2 separate regions of the Mus musculus genome follow, and region 2 is linked to region 1. The links are chromatin contacts, called in public Hi-C maps. All regions are on one chromosome and are shown on one strand. The core of a region is the stretch at or near the end of the contact, and the rest is flanking DNA. Distances in the headings are between cores, read along the strand shown.

Region 1 (5,930 bases), core at 1,138-3,637:
ATATTAACTTTCTCTGTGCTCAGAACAAACTTACTAAGTAGATACACTTGTTAGTGCCACATGCCTTTGAGGACATGGAGGCCCAGTAAGGTTAAATTGCAAATATTAGCCACATGGGTTTAGTGATGGAGGCAGGGTTCAAACACAGGGTGTGATACAGATCGCAGGCTTGCCCCTATCACATCCCATTGGACTGGGCTGACCAGAAGATCTTAGAACATCAGACGTTCCCTGTCTTTAGGAATCGCCATCTGCTTGGCTGTAGCTGGCTCCTTCTCTCACACACTCTCACGGGGAAACACTGGCCTGAAAAACGTTCTCCATGTGCTGGCCTCCAGGTGGTTCCCATGGTGAGGTCAGAGCCAATGGTGGCACTGTGACCTGTTGTGACTCAGGTTCTTTCTAGCCTCTTTGATGCCATGCTCTCAATCTCCAAAGTAGCATCCCCATTCCCTCTAGCCTTTTCTTCACAAATCTGTGCTTTTTTAAAAGTAGACAAGTTTCTGGGGGTTACTCCAGCTTCACTGGAAAGGGTTGCCTCTTCTGGGTATTACACACACACATAGTTTTTGTTAAGAAGTTGGGTGGGTTGAGAAGGTCCTTGGATGACTTTTCTCTAGTTAGGAACCAAAGTGCTCTTTCTATAGACATCCTTTGGTCATGACACTGACAAGCCTTAAGGACAAAGATTATACCTTTTAGAGAGAGAATCCTTCCTTCATGTACCATCTGATCTGTAAGCTAGGCACGGAACCAATGAGTGTAATTTCAAATGGAGGGGTCAGATGGAAGGTGGAAGATGTTTTCAGAACTTTCTCTTTTGTCCTTGAGTTCCTCATAGAGCTTGGAGGACCCCAAGCAGCACAGTCCCTACCATTACATACCTACCTGCCTTGTAAGTGGCCTAGATTCATTCATGATATGTACCTAAGTGGCATATATCATAGTAACTAGGGGCCTTGAGTTTCATGTTGTAGATGAGGAATCTATTTGTCAGGATACTTGACCCAAGCAAGGCCATAGATATATAAGGGCTGTTGTTGTAGTCTGTGCTATTAGGTATGACCTGGAAGTGGGGGGACACATAGAGAGAAGATAATGATGAGAAGAAGGAGGAAAAGGCGGAGGAAGACTTCTCTAATGCTTCACATTACATCCTCATAGGAAGTGGATGAGATTGCTGGAGCTGGTTCAGCTCTTGGTGATTCCAACTAAAGTCAAGCCAGCCACTCTTTCCCCCAGCAAAATCTCCATCTATGAGAAAAGAGATCTTCTGATGACCTTTGTCCATAAGCAGATCCATTTCTACCTGAGAAACTCCCTAAAGATCCCCATGTAAGGCAGATATGATTGACAAACATGTTTTCTCATAGGGACCACAAACAATGTCTGCTGACCTTGACCATGGTAAGCCTGTATTAGTGGAATTCCATGCACCCTGCAGAAAATGAGGTCTCATTCATGGCCATTATCATTTGAGTCGCTGAGAAAAAGGTCGAGTTGGCAAGTGCATCACTTTTTTCATCAGATCTCCAGGGACATACTCATACATTTGAGTGGCAGGCTCTAGCTGGCTGAGCCGTGCTGTGTGATTGAGGGCCACGGGTCTCATTCACCTTGCAGATAAGGAATTCAACTGAGAGACGATGCTCCCTGACTCAAGCTTGGGCATGGGACTGGCACACCTATGGGTACCCATGATCAAATCCTCTCAGCTCAGGTCAGATGACATTTCACGGTGTGGCAGGTACACTTTGTTAGGAGCATGATCAGAAGAGGAGCATGATGATGAAAGGCCTTCGTTTTCTAGATGGTTCTCTGTTCTCTCCTAAATCTCCCATATTCTTGCTTCCCGTATAACCCTCTCAGGGTAAGGCAGAGCAGACTCTTCCTGAATCTATTCCCATTGTCATCGTTTGCATCTCAGCACCACGTGTATTGCTATTTTTATCCTGTACTAGAAACTATTAAGTGGGGGAGAAATGTTAATTGGTATTATTACAGCAAACTGTGTCCTAGTAACATTGAATTCAGAGGTAAGTTTCCCCACCCCCTCCCCTGCCTTTTAGGCATATACAAGGATTTTATTCATTTTGCTGACAGCCAGCACAGATTTCTTTCTTTCTTTCTTTTTCTTTTTTTTTTCCCCCTTCTAGTGCTGTGCCTCTTGGGAGAGGTATTCAGACCTCTGACACATACAGGGCAAGTTGCTGGGCCTCCGTTCTGAGTTCTGCTTAGATACAGGAGAAAGAAGTGGGGATGGAGGGAATTGCCCTGACTTTAAGTGCAGTTTTAACTACTGAAAGTAGACCAGAAGGAACAGCCTGGCTGTGTGGGATGCACACATGCTGTGTGGCTCACTGGGCCTTCGCGAGAGATTCTGGGCTGTGTGTGGTTTTTGTTTATTTTGGTAGCAGTAGGGATTTCAACCTTGAGCCTTATGCTATGAGGTATGTGCTCTACCTCTGAGCTACATCCCTAGCTCCTAGGCTACTTGCATTTATGGTCTAGCTGAAATAGGTAACAAGGAACCTTCAAGGTAGTATTCCCCCTAAGTCAGGCCGAGGAATGAACACATTAGAGACTCATAGCCATTTCCCTAACTTCCTGAGGTTGTATGTGGGCTGAGCCCAGGACACCTGGGATCCAATCCTGGCACTTTCCCTTCTTTCCAAGCTCTGTGGCCTCAAGTAAATCTCTGGCCTTGGTTTCTTCACCTGAAAATAGTCCCCATATCTCCAGGTTGCTGGTGGGGAAAGCATGTCTCACAAAGCACAAAGCAGAGGCTTTCTGAAGAGTCTTCCTGAATTCTGAGAATCTCAAACCAAGAAAATCTGCTAGAAGCATCAAGAGAAAGAGAGGCCCAAGTTCTAGTCCAGTCGTGTTCACTGACTGCATCAACCTAACTCCAGAAGCTAGGATCTTCTGAAACCTCTCCATCTCTTCCTTTTCTACCCTAAATAGATCAGTTTAATTTCTTGCTAGTTTAAAAAGGTTTTTTATAATGTCAACCAATTTTTGAAAATAATGATAACATTATATATACTGTTTGTACAAAACAACAACAACAACCCCAAACAAACAAACAAACAAACAAACCATGGAACAAAATAATCTGAGAGGCTAAAGAACTGCTTCCTCCTCTAAGAGTGCCTTCTGTACAGTTATGTGGCCTGGAGTTTAGATCTCAGAATCTGTGACAGAAGCCAGGTAGCCTGCAAACATCTACATGTCAGCCAAGAGGACTCCCGACAGCGTCCCCTGGCCTCTGTGTGTGCACAGGCATGTGTACCCACACCCTGTGTGCATGCACCCACACAAATTCACACACGTGCCATTAATTTTTAAAAGTTAAAAATAAATAGCCTGAAACTCTACCATATTAAAATAATATTTATCCTGCGTGTGTTCCTGTGCACCCCCAACCCCAATGAAAATGTACCTTAAATACAGCCACAGGGAATTCCACATGCAGGTATGTATTGATGGTTTCTTGTGAACATTTCCTCTGGTGACTCAGTGTCCTTCAAACCTGTGATTTCTCACAGTGGCTGACATTTCACAGCATACATCTTGCTTTTGTGTTCTTCATCATTAAGTCTTCTGATTTGTTTTTTTCTGGCTGGCTTGCTTATTACTTACCTTTTATCCCCATTCATTTTTCTTATGGGAATTGACTGCATTTTTTCCCATTCGCCCTTTCTGATGGCTTGAACAGTAGTTGCCTATTTTAACCTCACCGTGGTTACACTTGTGTTTTTGAGAGCACGGCTAAGACCATATTCCCTCAGCATCCACGTTAAGACCACACACCTCACATTGTGTTTTTATGTCTGTCTCCTCTCTCTGCTCTCCAAATTTTATAATCTGATCTAGCTTTTAGGGCCCAGAGTAGTAGTCTCACATTGTGATAATTTCAATCGTCGCTCATGGCAAGCATTGTTTTTGACATTTCTACATATGTAGTTGAAATCCCACCACATGTTTTTGACATCTCCACTAGAGTATCATGGCTCATAGCTGTAGGACATTGTAATTCCCCACCTGTAGCTTCTTAATTCTGATTTGTCTCCTGGTAGATTGGCATTTATTATTAAGCCACTTTCTCCCCATGAAGGAAATGCTCTTGGGGTCTGAGAATGTCATTCTGTTGACCTCATGTGTAAATGAAAACACAGCTTGGTATTTTTCTTCCCTCAAGCTTGTGAAATTGCTCTACAGTCCCTGAGCCGTGGGTAGAGGGGAGAAGCCTGGGGCGAGTTGGACTTTGATCCCTCTGTAGGTGATCTTGTTTCTTTCTGTCTGAAGGTTTATAGAACTTTCTTCAGATATCAAAACCACATTTCATCATATATATGTGGGTTGACTTAATTTCCCGTGCATTGCATTTCAAACGTGTCCTTCCTGTCTGCAGCTGTGTCTTTTCCCTTTTCCGTGCACTTGTTTCACTACCACCCTTGTTAAACTGTCATTGTTTCTCTTCTGTGCTGTTACTGTATTGGGGGGGGGGGAGGGAGAGAGAGAGAGAGAGAGAGAGAGAATAAAACTCATGATGGCCTTGAATTCACAATGTAGTGCAGCCTAGCCTCAACCTCACAACAATTTTCCTGCCTCAGCCTTCCGTATAGACAGGAGCCATCACTCTCTTCTCGGGTACTTCTTTGTGTGCCCCCTGTACCTGTTTTGGTCATTCAGCTCTCTCTTCTCTCGCCTCAGGCTCTCATTGACATCTGAATTTTGCACGTTTTTGGCTGCTTGCTATATTAGGGATGCTGTGGTTTCAGCAGCTCATGCCACCTGCACACCTTCCCCAGGTGCAGGTCCTTCCTTCTAGATAGAAGAGGCCAGATGACAGCTCACATTTGAATATGCTCTGCATGTCATTTACATATTGCTACTGTTGGGGGAGCCCAATTGCAAAACAGACTGACCTTGGAGCTGCTACTGCTAACTCTCTGACCTTTTAAAGGCAACCAACGTTTGCTGGCATTGTTTACTTTGACTTTATTTCTCAAACAAAAGTCCTCTTGAACCAAAATACAAATAAGAAAAATTCCTAAACATTTTTCTCTTCCTTTTTCCCCTTATAATAATTCTACCTTATTGAAGATATTTCCTGTGATATGCATTTTTAAGACCTGATATCTTTATGCTACTTTGGTAGCTCTTTTCTGTTTGTTCAGCCTTACAGGGAGAGAGAGGGCTGATAACTCTCTGGTGGGGCTGATGTGGCTCTCTTGTCTAAGATGTTTAAATCTCTCTCTCTCTCTCTCTCTCTCTCTCTCTCTCTCTCTTTCTCTTTCTCTTCTTCCTCCTGTCTTCTTCCCTATCTTCCTTCCTCTTTTCCTCTCCCCTCCATGTATATATATTTTCATCCTCACAGTTATTAATATTTGAGATTAGCAGGGATTCTTTTTTTCCAAATTAACTAGTTAAGGAAGGGAAAGATAACGGAGGCACAGAGAGCCTTTGGTGACACTGCATTTGGGGTTTAAGTACCACTTTCTTGATTTAAAGGCCCCCATCCCTCCCTCAGCAGGCAGGCCTTCAGTTATCCTGACTTAATTTGCTTTTCACAGGGCAGAACCTGACCCAGGGTTCTGCAACACCTAAAATTCTGAAAAGACATGTTTGGAAGGAGCCCTGGGAGGTAAGCTGTGTACGCTGCTAATTTCTCTTCCATGCAGCTGTTTTTGAAGATATTTGCAGAATTTATGATTTGAGTTCTTTTTATATTGTGTCTGTGTTATGCAACCGCCATAAGAATTTTGCTACTGTTTGCTCTTGTGGAAGTCACATACCAGGACTTTTAGAAGCAAGATGTGAAAATGTCGAATGGACATTGCATTGTGTATTTGCTGTTCTACCTAACTGACTGTACCATGTTCCGTAGAGCTGGGACCTTGTGTCTTATTACTGGCTAGGGTGTG
Region 2 (6,003 bases), core at 1,537-4,036, 1.7 Mb before region 1:
ATTCTTTTGTATATGTGTACATACCTAGCACATCAGAGTAGTTTGTGTATCTATTATCTGAAGCCTTTATCACCTCTTTAGGGTGAGACTATTATAATTTTATTCTTTTGGCAAATTTGAAATACATAATAAATTCAGAATTATTAACAGGCATTACAACAGGCCACTAAAAGTTATTATTTTTTATTCTAGCTGAAACTTTGTACTCTTTGATCAGCATCTTCCGTTCTCCTCCCTTTCCCCTTCTCCCCAGCCTCTGTGAGGCTTTCTAGTCTCTGCAAATTTTCATTTTTAATAAAAATCCCGACCACCACATTGATGCCTTGTGGGAGTTGGAGTCAATATTAATTCTGAGTTCTTTTCATTTGCGGTGAACTGCTTCCCTCTACCCTCCCTCAAAGAAGGAGAGAAGGGGAGGGCAAGGTGGGTTTGTGGCGTGCCTGCTGGCTTCCCTGCCTCATGAGCAGATTCTACCAAGGCTTGGGGACACTGATACCTGCCTGCCCAGAGCACCCTGATGTCACCCGCAGCTAGCGAACAGCTCAAGGATGGCAGTTACAAACGCTACATGTGAAAACCAAAAATCCTGATGGCACATCAGCAAAAATCTGTGGGAGGCTTTTCCATGACCGGAAAGTGGGCTGGAACACGCAGTTGCCGTTTCGCACCCCAAGTTACTTATTCCTGACAAGCCGTCTGTCAGAGTAAGAGATCTGAAGGGCCCCGAATAAAACCTTCGGGTTATGTAATCGCCTGGCCTGGCCCTTAGGAGGTCGCACTGAAAAGCCCCACATCCAGTTTTGTCGCTGTCTGTAATAACTTATCAAAATGCCATCAGTGCAAAAAAAGAGGAGACAATATTTGTCACAAAGAACTCAGAAGACTCGGAGAGCTCTGTAGGAAAAATCAAGTCAGGGAGCAAGATGGGTTACGTGGTTCCGACTCTGCTCAGCCTCTCATACTGGGGGCGGGGGAAGAATGTTCCTTAGCTTTGTTTTATACATAAATATGTATATGTATATAATGTATATGTATATAAAATAAAATATACAATATATGTGGTATATGGGGTATATATTGTATATATAATGTAATGTTATTTATATGTATATATACACACACACATATATCCTATATATACCATATATACCATATATCCAATATATCTCATATGGCCAGGGCAGACTAATAAATGCAACCACAGTGCAAAATATCTGGCATGGTCCAAGCATGGGAGTGCTGTTCAACACATGTCAGCTTTAAGAATTTTGACATATAATAAAGGAATGAATGTGCTAGCACAGGGAGATACTGGGTGTGGTGTGCCAGGCACAGGTTTGGGCATAAGAAGTGCACCCCAAATTACTGGTACTTACTACCAAATGGGAGAGACTATCCATAAGAACTAATTAAAAGAATTGGGTTGGGCCTGGAGAAACAACTTGTTGGTTAACATCATCTGTGGCTCTAGCAGAGGTCCAGGTTCTGTTCCCAGCACCCACACAACAGCTCACAATTGCCTCCCATTTCAATTCCAGGAGATCTGCTGCCCTCTTCTGGTGTCTATAAGCACTGCATGGTACACTTACATGCAGAGAAACTCTCATATATATTTAAAATAAAAATGAATAAAGTTTTTTTTTTAAGACTATCAATGTCATTTTTAAGAAATCAGAGCAGGCTGACTTCAGGTGCTCAGGAAAGACCTTCCCCGAGGAAGGAACATAGTAAGCACAGAATTAAAAGAAAGAAGAAGCCCAGTCTTCCCAGCCAAGATGGCGCTGTCACAAAAGGAACCCAGCATGGCTTGAGAGCAGTTTGTCCAAGAAAGAGCAGGAGGTGGGGACCAGCCCACAAGCTGGAGTGCATTGAGGAGTCTTGCCAGATTCCTGGGTGACAGTCTCAGCCATGATGAGGCCAGGGGCCGCTTGGGCCAGCAGTTAGAACTGTCATGAATGTAGCCACTGGAATCAAACAGATCTGGGTTTTCGAAAGTTTCACAACCTGCTGCCAGGTTTGGAAAGCTGCTGATCCCTGTAAGCCTCACCGTCTCCATCCATAAACTCGATAGTGCATGAACAATCCCTCCCGAGGGGGTGTAAGCTGTGCAGAAGGGCCAGAACAAGGGCTTACACCTCTGCCAGCATTACTAAAGCCAATGGTGGCATGCTCTGGGCCATTCTTATGCCTTTCAATAAACGTGCATTAATTTCTTACACTGTAATGTACATCCCTCTATTTCCTATGCTTGGGCTGGCCACATAGCCAGACTTTTCGTGAGATTTGCAGACATACAAAATAGCAGTAACTTTTTCACCAGACTTACAACTCAATTCAGAAGGCAGGAGCTGAAAGGGAAACAAAATATGCCTTTGAATTTCCAGCCTGCCTGTCAAGAAAGATTATCACTAAAGCTATAGACACACGCCATGGAGACCTCTGCCCCTCACTTATTTTGAAGTTCCGTCTTACGTGCTCAGGCTGCAGAGAGATAGAAAGGACGATGGCCAGAGGCCAAGAGGATAAACATAATAAACACAGCAATAGCGTGAGACATGACAAAAATAAAAGGTACAGAGAGGGTTAGAAGAACTTAATGATGGAACCTAGGAATCTATCCGTTCCCTGCGTTTGCTTGGTTAGAGATGAATTCACAATACAGATGTTTATGTGTGAGCATCTCAGTTAGGCATTATGATGGGAGCTGAGCACACACAGGGGCAGAATGTCATCCTTGCTCTCATGGAGAGAGCATTAGCTGTGCTGAGAAAACTGGTAAATGCTAGGCTGGGATTGCATACCAGACACTAGAGGGCAGTGGTGGAGCATGAATGGGTCACCATCCAGCAGTGCAGGCTTCCTGGAAGAATGGGGGCTTGTGGTCTGGGGTGCTTGGTTGAATAGCCTAGTAAGGACCACCCCACTAATAACGGATGCCCAAAACTGCCCGAGGTGAGTACGCAACATACTCAGCTGTGCTCAGTGTACTGAATATTCGCTCAAACAGGTGAGGGTGTGGGTGTTTTCACTCAGGGTGATTTCAGTACAATGAATTTCAGTTCTAAAATAGATTTATGATCGGGAAACTCTTCCTCAGTTAGCATGAGCTCGTTGCTAGTGGCATTCAATCTTTAAAGAATCATTTTGATGGTATATAATCGCAATTTTATGGTATATAGTGTGTTATATTTTGTTGTGCACAAGTATTAAACTATTGCTTTGTTGTTGTTTTTTATATTTTCTAAAGATTTATTTTATTATTTTGTATATATGGGTGGTTTTCCAGAAGTCACAGAGCTGGGCCTTGAACCTGCAAGAACAGTAAGAGCTCTTAATCACTGAGCCAACTCTCCAGCTCCAAGACTAATTTTTTTTTCTTTTTGAGATAGGCTTTCTCTACGTGGCTCAGGCTGTCTTCAGACTCAAAGAGATCCTCCTGCCTCTGCCTGCTGAGTGCTGGGGTCAAAGGCAGCTGCCACCACTCCTGTCTTGGGTAAAGTATCTACTCCCTTACACTTGGCCTTGAGAATCTTTGAAAGTTATTGCTGGCCTGGGAAGATGGCTCTGTGGGCAGAGTGTTTACCATGCCTGTATGACGACCTGAGTTCCAATGTCCAGAACCCATGGAAAAAAACAGACAAGGTAGCACACATTCCCAGCATCCTCCTACTGAGGGATGAGAGACAGAGTAAGACTCCACCAAAACTCAGGCCAGCTAGCCAGGCCTGCAGAGCGGGAACAAGAGACTGTGTTTCAAGCAAGGTGGAATCCAGGCACCTGGAGCTGGCCACTGACCTCCACAAGTATGCCGCGGTACATGTGTGCACTCACACACACCATATGCCCACACATGTATACACACAGACACACACACATACGGGGGTGAGGGGAAGAGGGAGAGGGAGAAGGGCAGGGAGAGAGGAGAGAGAATTAATGCTATTAACACTTGTGAGGAACACAAACATAGGTGAGGTGATTAACTTCGCTTAGCTTTACCGCTAACAAATGGCTTGCTGTCTCCCTGCTGTAATAAAACACGGGACTCTATCTCTAGGTGGAGGAGTGACCTTTTCTCCAGTTAATCTAACAAGGCAGAAACGCCCCCTAGGTGGGAGGGTTCCTCTGAGGATAACATAGATTTTCTTCCCAGAATTTTTGCCACACTAGGGGCAACCCTGTGAGCCCCTGTGAGGTTCCTGTGGGTCTGCACCCCACTCCCATCCCCACTTCCCCCACCCCACCCATCTCGTCTGTCTTTTTCTTTCGGATGCTGGTCAGAGCCCACTGTGGTCTCCTCAATACTCTGTATTGCGTCCCGCTCGACCGGCAAGAAAGACGCAACAAACCAGAATCTTCCGCGGCAAAAGCTTTATTGCTTGCTTCTCAGGAAGATTCCGAACCGGGAAAATGGCGCTGCTTTTATAACCCGCAGCGTGACGTTTCAGCACCTGATATGGCGTGACAGCTCCCGATTCGTTGCTTGCCCATCACCCCACTATTACACCCCGAGAATGGGAGTGACTAGGAGTGAATTCACTCTTGCACCTGCGTACAAAGCTTGTTTACTAGTTAGGCACAGCGGAGGCCCACGCCATCTTATAATGGCGATTGCTCGCGGCACACACAGCTCTCCTCAGAGATTACTGGCGGCACACATGCGATTGCTCGCAGCACGTACCGGCTTTCCACAACTCTGGGCTTCCTTACTCTTTCTCTAAAGCTCCCCTCCAACCATGTGACTGACCTCTGTTCCCCTCTTTTCAAACAATATGGTTGTTGTTGTTTTCCTTCTCTTTTCCATACTATGCCTCCGTTCCCCTCCCTCCCCCCACCTCTAGGCAACTGTGAGATTGACAGTTTACCTGCTCTAGGCTTTTCCTTTTAGACTCTAATAAATTGGGCTCAATCTTCCATTAGAGTCTATTCTTAAACTCTGTTACTAATGAGACTAAGAATCTCAAAAAGGGACCCTCACTTTCCTGGTATCATTTGGAGGCTGAGTTGGGATTCTCCAAATTTTCTGGTGACACACCCATTTAGTTTGCTTAAGAATACAGTGCTATTCAACATATTGGCATTCATTATGGCAAGACACTGGGGAGCCTAAACATCCAAGAGAATAGACCTTGGATGTGGCTGAATAGAAGATGCCACGTCCACGAACCGAACACTTTCAGATGTTAAGAAGAGAAACGCGGGACCTGGTGTGGTGGCTCACATCCGTTATCCCAGCACACAGCAGACAGAGGTCGGTAGGAGGCTTGCCAGAAGATTTGCTGCAATTCAAGCCTAGTCTGGTTCACACAGCAAGTTCCAGCTAAGGCTACACGGTAAGATGATGTCTAGAAAGCCAAAGGAGCTGGTGGCACCATCACCAGGCTAATATGGAACCATCACCAGGCTAATATGGAACAGTTTCCAAGACAGATTAAGGAAAAATATTTGTGTTTAAAAAATGTATCTCTGCCTATTAGCTAATGAGAGAAATGCACAAAACTCAGGAACGGCAGAAGTATGTAAGGAAGGTAGTTAGTTGAGTTGTTGAGTTTCAAGGGAAGGGCTTACAATTTTAACCTTGTCATGGTTTGAATATGCTTGGCCCAGGGAGTGGCACTATTTGGAGATGTGTTGGAGTAGGTGTGTTTCTGGGACATGGGCTTTAAGATCCCCAATCCTAGCTGCCTGGAAGCCAGTCTTCTCCTAGCAGCCTTCAGATGAAGATGTAGAACTCAGCTCTGCCTGCACCATGCCTGCCTGGATGCTGCCATGCTTGCACCTTGATGATGATGGACTGAACCTCTGAACCTGTAAGCCAGCCCCAATTAAATGTTGTTTATAAGACTTGCCTTGGTCATGGTGTCTGCTCCCAGCAGTAAAACCCTAAGACAAACCTATTACATTTTTATGTCTTTTTGACTTTGCACTGTTGAATTATGAGCAAATTTATGATTTTTTTTTAGCAAAGAAAAAATAAGAAGATTCATCAACATAAAAGGTTAACAC

What was found. A called contact is a pair of places that touch in the nucleus more often than the background predicts.
Region 2: a Hi-C map of cortical neurons shows a contact between it and region 1, with 2.2 times the contacts expected there. The contact joins two enhancer-like sites. A contact is called at or near these places in 1 of 484 Hi-C or Micro-C datasets (cortical neurons) and 1 of 9 other capture datasets (embryonic stem cells).

Annotation. Positions count from the first base shown.
Region 1 is chr6:32,468,263-32,474,192 of GRCm38.p6, reverse strand. The region is part of intron 3 of Plxna4 (plexin A4); the gene reads left to right. Among named protein-coding and RNA genes, the nearest start is that of Plxna4os1, 40 kb to the left of the region's middle. Within about 2 kb of position 2,387, at least 13 of the 459 cell types and tissues checked have an H3K27ac peak or open chromatin away from gene starts, as enhancers often do. A contact at or near this core is called in cortical neurons, where this site is marked.
Region 2 is chr6:34,190,729-34,196,731 of GRCm38.p6, reverse strand. No RefSeq gene overlaps it. Among named protein-coding and RNA genes, the nearest start is that of Gm32533, 3.5 kb to the left of the region's middle. Within about 2 kb of position 2,786, at least 25 of the 459 cell types and tissues checked have an H3K27ac peak or open chromatin away from gene starts, as enhancers often do. A contact at or near this core is called in cortical neurons, where this site is marked.